Regions from separate parts of the Mus musculus genome. Here regions 2, 3 and 4 are each linked to region 1. The links are chromatin contacts, called in public HiCAR-type and promoter capture Hi-C maps. All regions are on one chromosome and are shown on one strand. Each heading gives the region's core, a stretch centred on a gene start, on an enhancer-like site or on the middle of the called end of the contact. The rest is flanking DNA. Distances are from core to core; before and after follow the strand shown. Region 1 holds the start of A330023F24Rik (RIKEN cDNA A330023F24 gene). Region 2 holds the start of Utp25 (UTP25 small subunit processome component). Region 3 holds the start of G0s2 (G0/G1 switch gene 2). Region 4 holds the start of Camk1g (calcium/calmodulin-dependent protein kinase I gamma).

The links. Promoter capture Hi-C pulls out the DNA fragments that hold promoters and counts their contacts. HiCAR-type assays count read pairs that join an accessible place to other places.
Region 2: a HiCAR-type map of astrocytes shows a contact between it and region 1, with 5 times the contacts expected there. The contact joins the promoter of Utp25 here to the promoter of A330023F24Rik in region 1. A contact is called at or near these places in 1 of 39 promoter capture datasets (hippocampal neurons) and 1 of 115 datasets of contacts at active chromatin or transcription factors (astrocytes).
Region 3: a contact with region 1 is called in a HiCAR-type map of astrocytes, with 5 times the contacts expected there. The contact joins the promoter of G0s2 here to the promoter of A330023F24Rik in region 1. A contact is called at or near these places in 2 of 39 promoter capture datasets (hippocampal neurons and liver) and 1 of 115 datasets of contacts at active chromatin or transcription factors (astrocytes).
Region 4: a promoter capture Hi-C map of hippocampal neurons shows a contact between it and region 1, with 10 times the contacts expected there. The contact joins the promoter of Camk1g here to the promoter of A330023F24Rik in region 1. A contact is called at or near these places in 3 of 39 promoter capture datasets (3T3-L1-derived adipocytes, hippocampal neurons and liver) and 2 of 115 datasets of contacts at active chromatin or transcription factors (astrocytes and large pre-B cells).

What each region holds. Positions count from the first base shown.
Region 1 is chr1:195,015,919-195,019,085 of GRCm38.p6, reverse strand. A330023F24Rik (RIKEN cDNA A330023F24 gene) reads right to left here and starts at 1,687. Exons shown (of 8, transcript NR_015566.2): 1 at 1,535-1,687; 2 at 146-485.
Region 2 is chr1:193,128,817-193,131,983 of GRCm38.p6, reverse strand. It overlaps Utp25 (UTP25 small subunit processome component), which reads left to right and starts at 1,733. Exons shown (of 12, transcript NM_145415.2): 1 at 1,733-1,940; 2 at 2,454-2,493. The coding sequence starts at 1,834.
Region 3 is chr1:193,271,446-193,274,612 of GRCm38.p6, reverse strand. It overlaps G0s2 (G0/G1 switch gene 2), which reads left to right and starts at 1,425. Exons shown (of 2, transcript NM_008059.3): 1 at 1,425-1,624; 2 at 1,811-2,453. The coding sequence starts at 1,839. The coding sequence ends at 2,150.
Region 4 is chr1:193,368,613-193,371,779 of GRCm38.p6, reverse strand. It overlaps Camk1g (calcium/calmodulin-dependent protein kinase I gamma), which reads left to right and starts at 1,498. Exons shown (of 13, transcript NM_144817.2): 1 at 1,498-1,605.

The DNA.
Region 1 (3,167 bases), core at 438-2,937:
CGCCCCAGTTTCATTCATCTCCTGGTTCCCTAGACTGACAAATCATTCTAAAGGGAGTCCTTCAAAGCCCTACCCACTTACTTTTTGAGAAACATCATAACAGCCAGTTTCCAAGCAATACTCTGAGGTTAGTCCCCATCCTTACCTTCCCAAGCACAAGGTAGCGTCAACTTCCAAAAGGCAGATTCTTCCAATAGTGGGCTCAGCTCAGAGCTGATTTGAGGACTTTTGGACGACCAGAGCATCAACGCAGATCTGTTCACTTGGGAGCAGCCCATTCAATAGGAAGCCCAGGGTAATGGCGACAGCAGCAGCAGTTCTGCCCTACCTTGCCCGATAGTTTCCAGGGGAGCCAAGAATTATTTTTGCCGCAACACTGAGGTGTGGCAGATTGGAAAATTCCCTTTTCTGACACCAAAGCAGAGGACAAATATTTTCTTCCAATTTGTTCAATCCTCTTCAAATCCATCTCCCCAGTCTCCTCCCTCCAAAAAAAAAAAAAAAAGTTTGAGGCATTTTAAGCTCTTCCTCATAGTTCCTGAAATTTAAAAAAAGGTAAAGGAAGACGCTTCAGTTGGGCAGTCTGAAGCAGGCAGACTCACCTACGCACACCCCTAAAAGAGATTTTAGAAGCTGCTGGGCTTCTCTCCCTCCCCTTTAAGCAAGTGAAATGCAAATTCAGATTTGATACTCTGTCCTTAGCCAATCAAAAAGAGGTTTTCACCTGCCATTGGCCCTCCCACCAATGAGAGGAAGTGTCTGAAATAAGAGCCCTCCCCTGGCCAATGGAAGGCCAGCTCAGTCACTTAGTTAATGATGCAGCAGTACAGGGAAGGCCATCACATGTGAACTGGAAGGGAGCCAACATGGAGACACAGAGAAAGCAAGGTAAACAACTTTCCAACGCCAAAAGGATGACATTTAATCTCTAAATGTTAGCTTCCCACCTAGACTCATCTTTAACCCTTCTGCTGGTCCCACAGATCCCAGGAGCTTCACTACCTGTCTCCACAGAGCTCCTAACAAGATGCAACAGTGACTGCGTCATCATTCCCCACTTTTCTCAACTACGCAGTGACAACCTCCCAGCATCACCCCACTTCTCTCAGCCCACACCCTACCCTATGCCGATGCTCTTCCACCACCCCAGATGCCCACAACTAGACGTTTTAATAAGAGAATGCCTGGAAAAACAGTCCCTCTTGCCTGCTTCTTGTCACTTCTCACTCTCTTCCTTTCCCATAAGCCTGCACAGATGGACACTGACACCCAAACAACCTGGAAAACCAGTCTCTCCATCCACCAACAGAAAACAGGGTAAAGGGTGAAAGGTTAAGTGGGAAGCCGGGGATGGTTCACTCCTCTCCTCTATCCTGGTCAGACTTAAATAGATGACACTAAGGGAGAAGAAATTAAAGTAAAAATAAAATAAAATAAACCTCCAAGGGAAAAAGACAGCAAAAGGCAAGAAAGAAGGTAAGAAAAACAGCACCCACATACCCTAGACATTGCCCTTATCACAAGAAATACATACGTGGAAGAAGTGGGTTACGCCATCAAGTCCTTAAGCCACACTGGACCACCAGTCGTCTCCTGCACAGTCCCAAATCCCTGTCCAGATACAAGGTGCCGCAGTCCTGAATGTTCCAGAATCCACTCTGATTAAGCCTTCCACTGCCACCCTACCAACTCTTGTACTCACTCCTGCCCCCACCCGTTCCCACGTACTCCCCATGGGAACTGCCTGTGCCACCTTGCGTGACATCTTAGCCTAGGCTACCCAGAGGCCTCTGGACACCCAACAGATTTCTGAACGCTTGGCAGAACCTGGTGCCCAGTGTTGCTATGACTTGTTTCTTGATTTTTCTCTCCGCTGCAGCACGGCTGCTGCTAGCAGACCTATCGACAGCTTGTATGCTCATGCTGGCTCTCTCTCTCCTTCTCTCTCTCTCCCCCCCTTCTCCTGTCTCCTCCCCCCTCTCTCTTCTATCCCTCTCTCTCCTCTGTCTCTCTCCCCTCTCCCCCTCCTCTCTCTCTCTCTCTCTCTCTCTCTCTCTCTCTCTCTCTCTCTCTCTCTCTCTCTCTCTCTCTCTCTCTCTGAGCGCTGTGACGCAGATCTAAATTCTCCAGTCTGCTCCTTGTGTTGCAGAAGCAGAACTGCAGCTTTCCCTCTGGAGAGGCAGAGGGCAGTGCCAAGGCTGGTCAAACAAGGAAAAAAAAAAGTTGGACCTACATTCTGTTTTCTTGGCCACACATTTTAGCCTGGTTTTTTTTTTTTTCCTTTCTTTCTTTCTTTTTCTTACCTAACAGCTCCGTAACACACAGGTCCCTATTTCTGCAGCCTTTCTTCTTCACTTTGAGATTCATGGGAATAAGACTAGCTTTAACTCTTTGAATGGCAGCTCCCAGGGCTCAAATCAACCAGGGCTGTCCTTAACTAAATATTGCATCATCTTTTCTTGAGCCATATGGGCTTCTCCTAGCCATAGGCTAAAATAGTCCTCACCATGAGACCACCATTTCATTAACTCTTTCTGTCACGACAAGTCCAAAATTATAATCATGGTGCCCAGACATTATTTTTCTGACATTATTTTTGCCTTTTTATTTCATCTCTTTTTTTTGTTCATTTTGCTTGTTTGTTTGTTTTGTTTTGGGGCATGAAATCAGGACTTTTAAATCCTGAATTTCCTAAGGCTAAAAAGCATAATTAAAACATTTTTTTTGCTAACTCCACAAATGAGATCCTTCTATCAGATCAGGTATTTTAAAGAATAAACCAAACAGCAGCCTGAAGAAATCCAGAGTAATGTACGTCTATTCATTCAGTGTTTAAAATTTTAGAATCTAGTTAGGTATGTTCAATTACTTCCCCAAAGGCAGGAAGGCCACACATCTAAGATTTGTTGCTGAGTCATTTCTTCCCAAGATCCTTCTGACAACAAAAAAGACAACAGAATGATGGCCAAGCCTAGACCTAACATAGCCAATACCTGTTTCTTCCCTAGGATGGGTAACCAGATGAACCCCCAGTCCTTGAGCAATACTTTAACACATCCACATACCTGGAAACTCTTATGAGGAAAGTTCCACTGATGCTTCAGAGCCAGGTACAAGTTACTTTAGGGTAGTGACAACTCTTAGCAGCAAAGCACAGCTTCTAACAT
Region 2 (3,167 bases), core at 484-2,983, 1.9 Mb after region 1:
ATAGTCAGCAAGCCAATGCTGAGACTACTTGGATGGAGATAGGGTGAATTTTTGCCTAAAACTGGGAATAGTCTAGATTTGCATGCTGGAAACCACGTGAGAGCAAGAGTCACCTCAAGTGCTGGAACCTTCAGCTTCTGATGAGATCTCTGGAAGAACACGAAACTGCATGTCTGGGGGTGTGGGGTAGGGCCCTTGGGGTGCAGTAAAAGGAGAAAAAAGTATGGCTTTTATTGGTTAGAGCCAGGTTACACGGTCACCAGAGCCATAAAACCTGTGAGGACACTTTGCAAACAGCCTTTTGTTTATCTAAGTGACTATACCTTTCAACTAGACAGAAGACAGATGTCTATTAATGAGTTCCTAGGCCAGGCCAGGTGCTGGCTACCACCCTTTCTGTTTGCATGGCTTTTGATACTTTTTTGCTGGGGGGGGGGGGTTGTCCCCCACCACCACTGGCTTTCCCACTCCCACCCTAATTATTAGTAGTAGATGACCCTGGAACAGAGGGCGGACAGGTGGACCTGAGTAAACCCCTACTCTTCCACAGAAAGATGTTTCGATGTCTCCAGTTGTGCTTTGAGTCTAAGCTGGAGCTAGTACTTTGTTTACATTGAACCTCGGTTAGTTTTGAAGGGAAGTATGTCTTTGTGTGGTGTCAAACAGCCTCACCTATTGCTGTGTGTCCTTGAAATACAGGCCTCAGCTATTTTTGTTCGTTCCTTTGTTTATTTAGAGAAGTTGGGTCTTGTTTTATTTTCCCTGGGTAACATCAAATTCACAGAGATCTGCCAGCCTCTGCTTCCCAAGAGCTGGGATTTAAGGCGTGTGCCACCATGCCCGGCTCAATTTTATTTTTTAAGTAAAGGTCTCTAACACTTCATTCTCTTGCCTCGGCCTCCCGGGGACTGAGATCACAGGTGTGAGTCACCACTAGTTTATTTGCTGTGTGGGTTTGTTTTGCTCAGTGTTAAAGATCAAACCCCAGGATTTGAAAAGTACCTTGGCTAAGCACCCTACATATGAGCGAGCAACGCCCCTGGCCCGTTTAGGCTATTACTCACACTCAGGCTAATACACATCAACTTTAAATGTACAGTTTCACTCGTTTGGGTGATAACACATACAAGATCCTACTTTATCTTGTGTGTTTCTGCTTTTGTTAAAGAAGCAATGTCAGGAGAGGATCACCTCACATACTCCCAGAGACTAATGAATGATCTTTCTTGCTAAGCATCGGTGTCTGCATCTTTCTCAACAGACTGACTCGCTAGATCCGTCTGGACAGTGTGCCGTTAAGTGGGGTGTGCGGGCACCCTTAAGCGATGGTCCTTATTCTTCTGAGTAGCATTCAACCATTTCTGCTAGCATACATTGACATATCAAAGCGAACCACGCGGTTGTGGATTTCGCTTAGTGCTTGAAAACCAGTGCAAGGTCCTGGGTTCAGTTCTTAGCTCCTGGGAGAGGGACAAAGGACCACCAACCTCGTCCTCCTCAATTTTGGAGAAAAAAAAAAAAAAAAAAAAGGTAAAAGATAAGCACAAAGCAAGCCACTCCATCCCGGAAAGACAGCCAGTCCCTGCAGCCCTAGGAGCTGGTGTTCCGATCACGCATGCGTAGACACGCCTATGTGCTAGAGGCGCTCCGGCAGGGGGCAGTATAGCGACCAGAGGGTGTAACGCCTGTCGTACTCTCTGGGCGTAAAGCAGCTTTGCTTTACGGCTCCCGCCTCCGCCGTAAAGCCAGCGTGCCCACGTGCGACAGCGACAACTTGCCACTGGGAACCTTGTGTTTTGTTTGTTTGTTTGTGGCGAGCTTGACGTTTCCGCTATGGGCAAACGCCGGAACCGGGGCCGCAGCCAGATGCTCAGCACCATGACCAAGAAGCAGAAGAAGCACCTCCGCGACTTCGGCGAGGAGCACCCCTTCTACGACAGGTCGGGGTGCGCGGGCCGCCGGGAGGGCTGGTTCCGGCCGAGTTGAGCCGGGTCCGGTCGGTGCAGGACGGGAACCCCGCTGCGGAGGTGCGCTCTGCACCGGGACCTGCTGAGACCGCGGGCCGTGCTGCCTGTCATCCGAGCACGCGCGGGCTCAGGCGCGAAATCGCAGCTTAGCCCAGCCAGGGCCGCGTAAGGGTCTCCAAAAACAGGACGGGAGGTCGGGAGATAAAGTTGGCCCTGAGAGGTGAACCCCGGTGTGCCGTTAAAAGCCAGTTTCTGACTTATCCTTTCTTAAGAGATGTCATTGAGCTCTCTTGTCTGTTACCCTTTTGTCTGCTGATCATCTCTGCCCTTGTGCATGCAGAATTTCATTTTTTACACTGACTGGATATTATCCTGTATTGGACATTTTTTTTTTTTTTGGTATTCATTTAAAGCAGAATCATTATGCCTTTTCGTGATTGTTACGAACTAGCAGCTAAAGTTTAATGTTATCTATTTCTATTTTAGGGTTTCCAAGAAGGAAGCCAAGCCGCAGATTTGTCAGCTGGTAATGCTTTTTTTCTTTATAGTAGTTGGAATTGGGTTGTTACCTTTAAGATTGGGTGTAAACGTAAAGTTTGGTTTGCATCCCCGTGTTTCTCTGTTTTGGGTGTGAGCTGTGATTTTAGTAATGCTACCCAATTGGTTGTAAGTGATGGAGACAGCTGTAGAAATTACCATGTGATGAGAGAGGCTATGGTTGGAAACTACCCCATGACACTGTCTTAAGTTCTGTGGAAGGGGTTCATCAGAGTGCTGGCTCCTTGTGCATGAAAGGCTTCACACAGTATAAAATGGACAAGGGGCCCGGAGACTCAGACAGTGACACTTGCTTGTAATTCTCCTCTTACATCATGCAACATGAAACCTGATGTCTGAGATGTAAGTTAAAACTCATAACCTGAAATTTTGTTTGAAAAGTCAGTTTTCTTTCCACGTGCAGCTGATGTCAATTAGAACCATAGCTTGGTTAACTGTTTTATTTAAGTTTCATGCCCGGCTTGGTTCAAGAGATGAGACTGTAATATTTGCTGAAAAGCTCATAGGGATTTTTGTTTTGTCTGTGAGTTAATGTATATTCATTATACAAAGTAGCGGGTTTCCTAAGGACTTTTCCAGTCAAAATTATCTGATCGTATTCATTTCCTTCCTTTGACTGTTTGTCTTCCATCTCTGCTCATC
Region 3 (3,167 bases), core at 176-2,675, 1.7 Mb after region 1:
TCTAACAGGGAAGGCTGAGCAGGCTGTTGCAAGATTGCATCAGTGACCTTTGCAATTTTCTGGCCAGTTGGTTCCCCTTCCTCCCCGCCCCACCCCCTGCTTCAAGCCCTTTGGCCTACCTCTTTCCCTACTTTGTTAACTCAGGTACACCGATAGCCACAGCTAAATTATAGCCCACCCCACCCCCACCCAGGGGATCATATTTAATCTTAATCTAACCAGCTTCCAGAGAGTGTCCTCCGTCCTGGATCCCCACTCTAAGGGCACACTCTCCCAAACCTGAGAAGGGTGGCATGGAATCACTGTAAGAGGGTGAAATACTTTCATTACAGACAATTTTTTCCACGGGCCTTCTTTAAGGCTTACCGCCAATTTCACTTCTCAAGTAAACATAGAAGAGAAGGCAATTTGTGTGTGCGTGTGTGCATGTGTGTTGTGTACAAATATATATGACCCACACAGCCTAACACATACTAGGCAAGCACTCCACCACAAAACCACATCTATAACCCTCTATATTTTGATTTCTGACACAAAATCTCAGTTTATTCAGGTTATGCTCAAACTCACCATCCTCCTGCCTCTTGCTGGAATTACAGATATGTGCTTTGGGTTTAATAACTATTCCCTGTAATACAGAAATAACTATGGAAGCACCTTACTGAGGCTAATTTATTGTCCTCCCTCTCCCCCTCCCCCTCCCCTCCCCTCCCCTCCCCTCCCCCTCCCTCTCCCTCTCCATGTCTCTCTCTCTCTCTCTCTCTCTCACACACACACACACACACACACACACACACACACACCTCTATGCATTAGAAGAAACTCTCAAACCCTCAAAGAAAATCTTTCTATTAGGTAACTAGCAATGTTCCCGCTGTTCTCATGTCTTAGCAAAACCTAACAGCCAAGAAAGCAGCACTCTGGAAGAACATTCTACTCCCTGGAGGTACGGTTTTTCGATTTGGTTTGCCTGCTCACTGCAGGTTCCCTCTGTTGCCTTCCCTTCCACCCACACCCTCCCTGACTGGTGAGAGGTGACCTTTCTGAACGAAAACGAACCCCAGATTCCCTCATTAGGGTCTGTCTCTGTTCCTCCTGGACTACAGGGGAGCTTGGGCCAGGGAACAGAGCAACAGACAAGACTAGAAAGTGTGTCCTGTAAGGGAAGCACGCCACACCGTCACCTGGTGGTCTCCTCTTCAGCTGCACCCTGAAGTGGTGCCTTGGGCTTTCAGTTTTTGCAGCACCAGCGGGCTAGGGTCTCAGGGCGCACACAGCAGGGGCGTGCACTACTCGTGGTCACCTCCCTGGTCCCCCGCAGCGCCCCTCCCGTTCTTCCTTTCCACCCCTCCCCACCCCCACCCCACCCCACCCTCCCCCTCCACCACCACCCCCCGCTGCCACTCCCGCCCCGCTTCTCTTTCTGCAGTCAGGGCTCAGGCCAGTGAGCCAGGAGGCGGATCCCGGACAAAAGATATAAGGACTCTGTTCACAGAGCGCTGCAGCTGCGGAGTGTCCCTCCCAAAGAGCAGCAGCTGAGGGAAGAAGAACGCCAAAGCCAGTCTGACGCAAGGACGCCTGACCTTCTCCAGCAAGTGCTGCCTCTCTTCCCACTGCACCCTAGGTGAGCCTCCAGGCCCGGGAACCGAGGGTGGGCAAGAGACACCAGACCCCCTCCCCCAGCTGCCTTCTCCCCTGGGCTCGAGTTCCCCTAGTCAGCAGCCACCCCCTTTCTGTGTTTAGGGTTCCCTGTTCTCTGCTTCTTTCCCTCACCCGAACTCAACCCCATTCCTCTCTGCTAACTCTGCAGGCCCAGCCACCCACAGCCCAGAGCTCAGATGGAAAGTGTGCAGGAGCTGATCCCTCTGGCCAAGGAGATGATGGCGCAGAAGCCCCGAGGGAAGCTAGTGAAGCTATACGTGCTGGGCAGTGTGCTGGCGCTCTTCGGTGTGGTGCTCGGCCTAGTTGAGACGGTGTGCAGCCCTTTCACAGCCGCCAGCCGTCTGCGCGACCAAGAGGCTGCAGTGGTGGAGCTGCGGGAAGCGTGTGAACAGCAGTCCCTCCACAAGCAGGCCCTGCTGGCAGGAGGCAAGGCACAGGAGGCGACCCTGTGCAGCCGGGCCCTGTCCCTCCGGCAGCACGCCTCTTAAGGCCGGTGACTGACAGAGAAGGGAGACACAGATCATGACCCAGGTGGGCAACAGAGTCACATGCTGTTTCAAGGTGCCACCGAATCCAGAACTGACCCCACACAGATCACCTAAGGGGTCTGGGACTGATTTGCTGCTGTGCAGCACGCACTGTGATTTGCCCTAGGCTGTGCGAGCAATCAAGGAGCTATCACTTTGCATTAGAGAAGGAGACAGGCTTTTTATACAGTTATTTTTATTGTTATTATTATTATTGCAATGACTATCGTTTTGCATTTTGAAATAAAAACCTTTTATACTCTATCTCATTATTTAATTCTTGGGAGGTGAGATGACTCTCTCACCCAGAACTGTGGCTAGTCCTGCTTCATACCTGGGGCTTGAATACTGCCTGGCACAAGACAGTTCTACTCACACAAGAGTGAAACTCTAAACATGGTACAGGAGTTAGCATTTTTTGGATCACAAGATAAATCAATTTCTGACCTTGAGTGAGAGAGAGAGAGAGAGAGAGAGAACCAGTGGATTTCTAGAGCAAAGAAAAAGTTATTTGTCTTTTACTCCATTGTGCTGGAGATTCCTATGGCTGATCTCTCTGCTTAAATATTAGAGTGAGGAGGAGAGGAGACAGGGAAGGGAAGGAGAGGAGGGGAGGAGGTTGGAAGAACAGAGAGAAAGAAAGACAGAAGGAAGAGTGGGGAAGAAGGGAAGAGAAAGAGGAAGGATGGGGCAAAAAAGAAGCCCAGCCAGCTGGTGGGAGCAAAAGCACTCTCTCTCCTAAGAGCACAACTGACCACAGTAAGCTTAGAAAGAGAAAAGACTGTTATTGCAGACTTGAGTCCTCTCCCAGGAGTCAGAGCTGATCTTGTGTCAACAGCTAATTTAGTAACAGTATGAGGCTCCCCAAAGTGTCCTGGGAGGGCCAAGAAGATAGCCTGATGCCACTCCCCAGGGTCTTTAATGTCACCTCTCTAACCAGGTGTGAACATGTTAACTTGACTCTCCAACCTCCCAGCA
Region 4 (3,167 bases), core at 249-2,748, 1.6 Mb after region 1:
CAGATTGCCCTTTGGGCGTGTCTGGAGGACATTGTCTGATTGATGATAGGCACTGGGCAAGTCCAGCCCATTGAAGGTGGAGCCACCTCTGGGTTGACAGCCAAGTGGTCCTGGGATGTATAAGAAGGCAAGCTGAGCAAGCCAAGGGGAGCAAGCCAGTAAGCAGCACCCCTCCAGGTCTCACTTCAGCTCCTCTTGAAGTTCTGCCTTTACTTTCCTCAGTGATGGACTGTAATCAGAACTGTGTAATTCAAATAAGCCCTTCCTGTCCCATGATGCTTTTAGTCAAGGTGTCTATCACAGAGACAGGAAGTAGACTAGAACAAGAGACTTCAGAAGGCATAACAAGGAGATGCATACATATTCTATTTGTTGGCATCCATGAGTTTGCCAGAGGCATGCGTAAGAAGTAACAAAAGTGATCACCCCTAGACAGCAAGGCCAGGCTCAAGGGTAGAGGGATAATGCTTTTTAATACAGCTCCTGTCATGGAGCCATGAAAATGCTATTTTTCCAACACTTCGGGGTGACACAAAATAGAAGGCTAACTAGGAAGAACATACGAACGTGTCTAAGGGCTAACAGGATCTGGGGACAGCACAAACAAGAAGAGTTCCTGGGAAGTTGATAGATACTGACCTTCAGGAGGAAAATTCCAGGAGAAAAGTGAGGTTGGAGGTAGCTAGAATATGGCCACATTCAGGTGAGCGTTCCTCATGAAGGTGGTTATGGGAGCGTGGGTGGGCAGCACTGAGAGACTAGAGAAGGAGAAAACAAGATCCAGAAGTCAGAGGCCCGAGGAACCTGAAGAGGGAAAAGAAGACTAGCCAAGGGGCAAGGCAGAGAGATGAAGATGAAGTTCCAGAGGGAACAGGGCATTTCTAGAGGTCTAGTGGTCTCCTGCAGTCTCCCGAGTTATGACTGGGGACAGAATGGGGTTGGGGGCCCAGAGGAGAGGAGAGGAGAGGCATCAGAGATTAGGCTAGAACCTGCCAAACCAGGGGCTTCTCTCCCTCCTCCTTCGGAGACAAAATAATAGGCTCACTGCTCAGCGAGGATGACCACTTCTCAGCAGATACAGATCCGTTCCAGGGCTGGGGGAAGGGGCTTTTAGACCACCTAACCCAGCAACTGCTGTGTAAAGTGGAAACTGAGTCAGGCAGTCCCAGACAGCTTCTCTGCTTTTTTTCTGTTTACACTTCAGGGGGAAATCCACAACTTAATCTCACGTTGTTTTCTGTTATTCACACATCAATGCAGACAACATTTAACACAGCTGTGCCCTCAAACACACAGTGTGTAAACAGCTACTCGGGCATTAAAGGGTTCTTTCTGAGCTTGGCTTTTTTTTTTTTTTTTAATTCCCTAGGAGGGAGGGAGGAAGAGCAGAGCCCAGAAAAGCAAGGAGAGATACAAACCACTCTAGCTACTTTTACTCCCCTTTAAGGCTGCCTGGTTACAGTCCTGGGAAAGAAAACCCCTGTATTCCTCCCCTTTAATTGGGTTTATTGTTAAAGCACTGGGGCAGCTAATCCTCACAGACCTGTAGGAGCAGGCTTGCTGGCCAAGATCACAGACTGGAGCACCTTTCTTGTGAGCCCCTGGGTAAGACAGCCTGTTTCTTCTCTGGTCTCTGGGGAGGTTATCTTGTTGGCACGGAGAGGGAGAGGGTTTGAAGACTCACTTCCTTTCAGCCCCTGTCAGTCTCTCCTGGCTCTTGTAGTCTCAAGGGTAAGTTGTAATGGAAAGAGAAGCTGTATGAGGCCCTAGTAGGTGCTTCCTGGGGGGGATATCTGATCATTCCTCCTGGGCTGGACCAGGAGAACCTTCTGTACTTACGGGCAGAGACAGAAATAGGAGAGCATTGTGCCCAGTGAGCTCGGGTATGGCTGGGGATGGGAGGGGGTAACAGGACCTATAGCTCCTTAGCACCCCTCTTCTAGCTCACCCTTCATTCCTTTACCTCTGGGACCTAACTCGTCTATCAAAGGAGATGGCTTACCCCACCCACACTAGCATCTTTGGTGGGGATGGATAGCTTGTGGATACAAAGGCCATGGTAAATAGCCTGTGGCTGCTCTTTTGGGGGGGCAGATGGCCTCAGGCCTTGCAGCAGGGTCTCGGAGACAGGGTTCAGCTTCCCACCCCAGGTCCAAGGCTGCTGCATAAAGATGCAGGACACAGACATAAGCTAAAGCTTTCAGTCATAGCTGGTCCCTTCACCTTCCCCAGGGGCTCATCTGTTCCTGGAGTCTAAACTTGCCCAGTGTTGCTCTGTGGGGTATTCAGAGTAGGTTCGGATTCACCACCCACGCTAGCCCCTCTCTCCACGTAAGTTTGACGCACAGCTTTAACCCTGAGACTAGAGGAGGTGGTTGCAGGGCCAGCTGCAGTGTGAGCCTGGCCAGCCTCCTGCTCTGGAAACAGAAAATTGATCAAGAGGAAAAATCTCTGAGCTGGGTCAAGAGGGTCAAGCGGGTTCTGTCTCGGTTAAGGAATCTTTCCAGGTCACAGAGCACGGTTGGGCTGGGACCATCATTCCTGTGGACCTGAGCTAAGCCAGTGCCAAGGATGAGAACCAGAGTACAAAGTGCTTAGTAATAGCTGATACTGCCACGCTTTGCAGCTGGCAATGGGCTTTTAATCCATCCAGTGATGTGCTAGATGGTCCCCTGCAACCCATTTAGTATATAGCTCAGAGAAGTAAGGTGACTGATATAGCTATAAAGCCAGCATCCCTTGTGTCCTGGCAGCATTTGAACACCAGTCTTTTCCATGTTGCTGTGATGTGTGTGTGTGTGTGTGTGTGTGTGTGTGTGTGTAAAAGAGCCCTGTTTAAAGATGACGGAAACTTTGGGAAAAACCTGAAGGCTGAGGAGGCAAAGGTTTAAGATGGATCCAGGAGCAGCTCAGGTAAGAGACACTGCTCCCCAGCTTCAACAACGAGGATTTGAACACTGCAGGAGACTCAGCCTTTGTCAGATCATTGAAGCCATGTGTCTCCCAGGAATAAGTCAGGTGCTATGCAGCATGACAGTGTCAGAAAGAGGAAGGATAAGATGAGCACCATGCCATGGGCCACCTCCAGAAGAGGCAACAGGTCCTGTGGTACAGTGACAAGGACACTGGAAGCCTTAGAACGGCCACGTACTATCTGTTTGACTCAG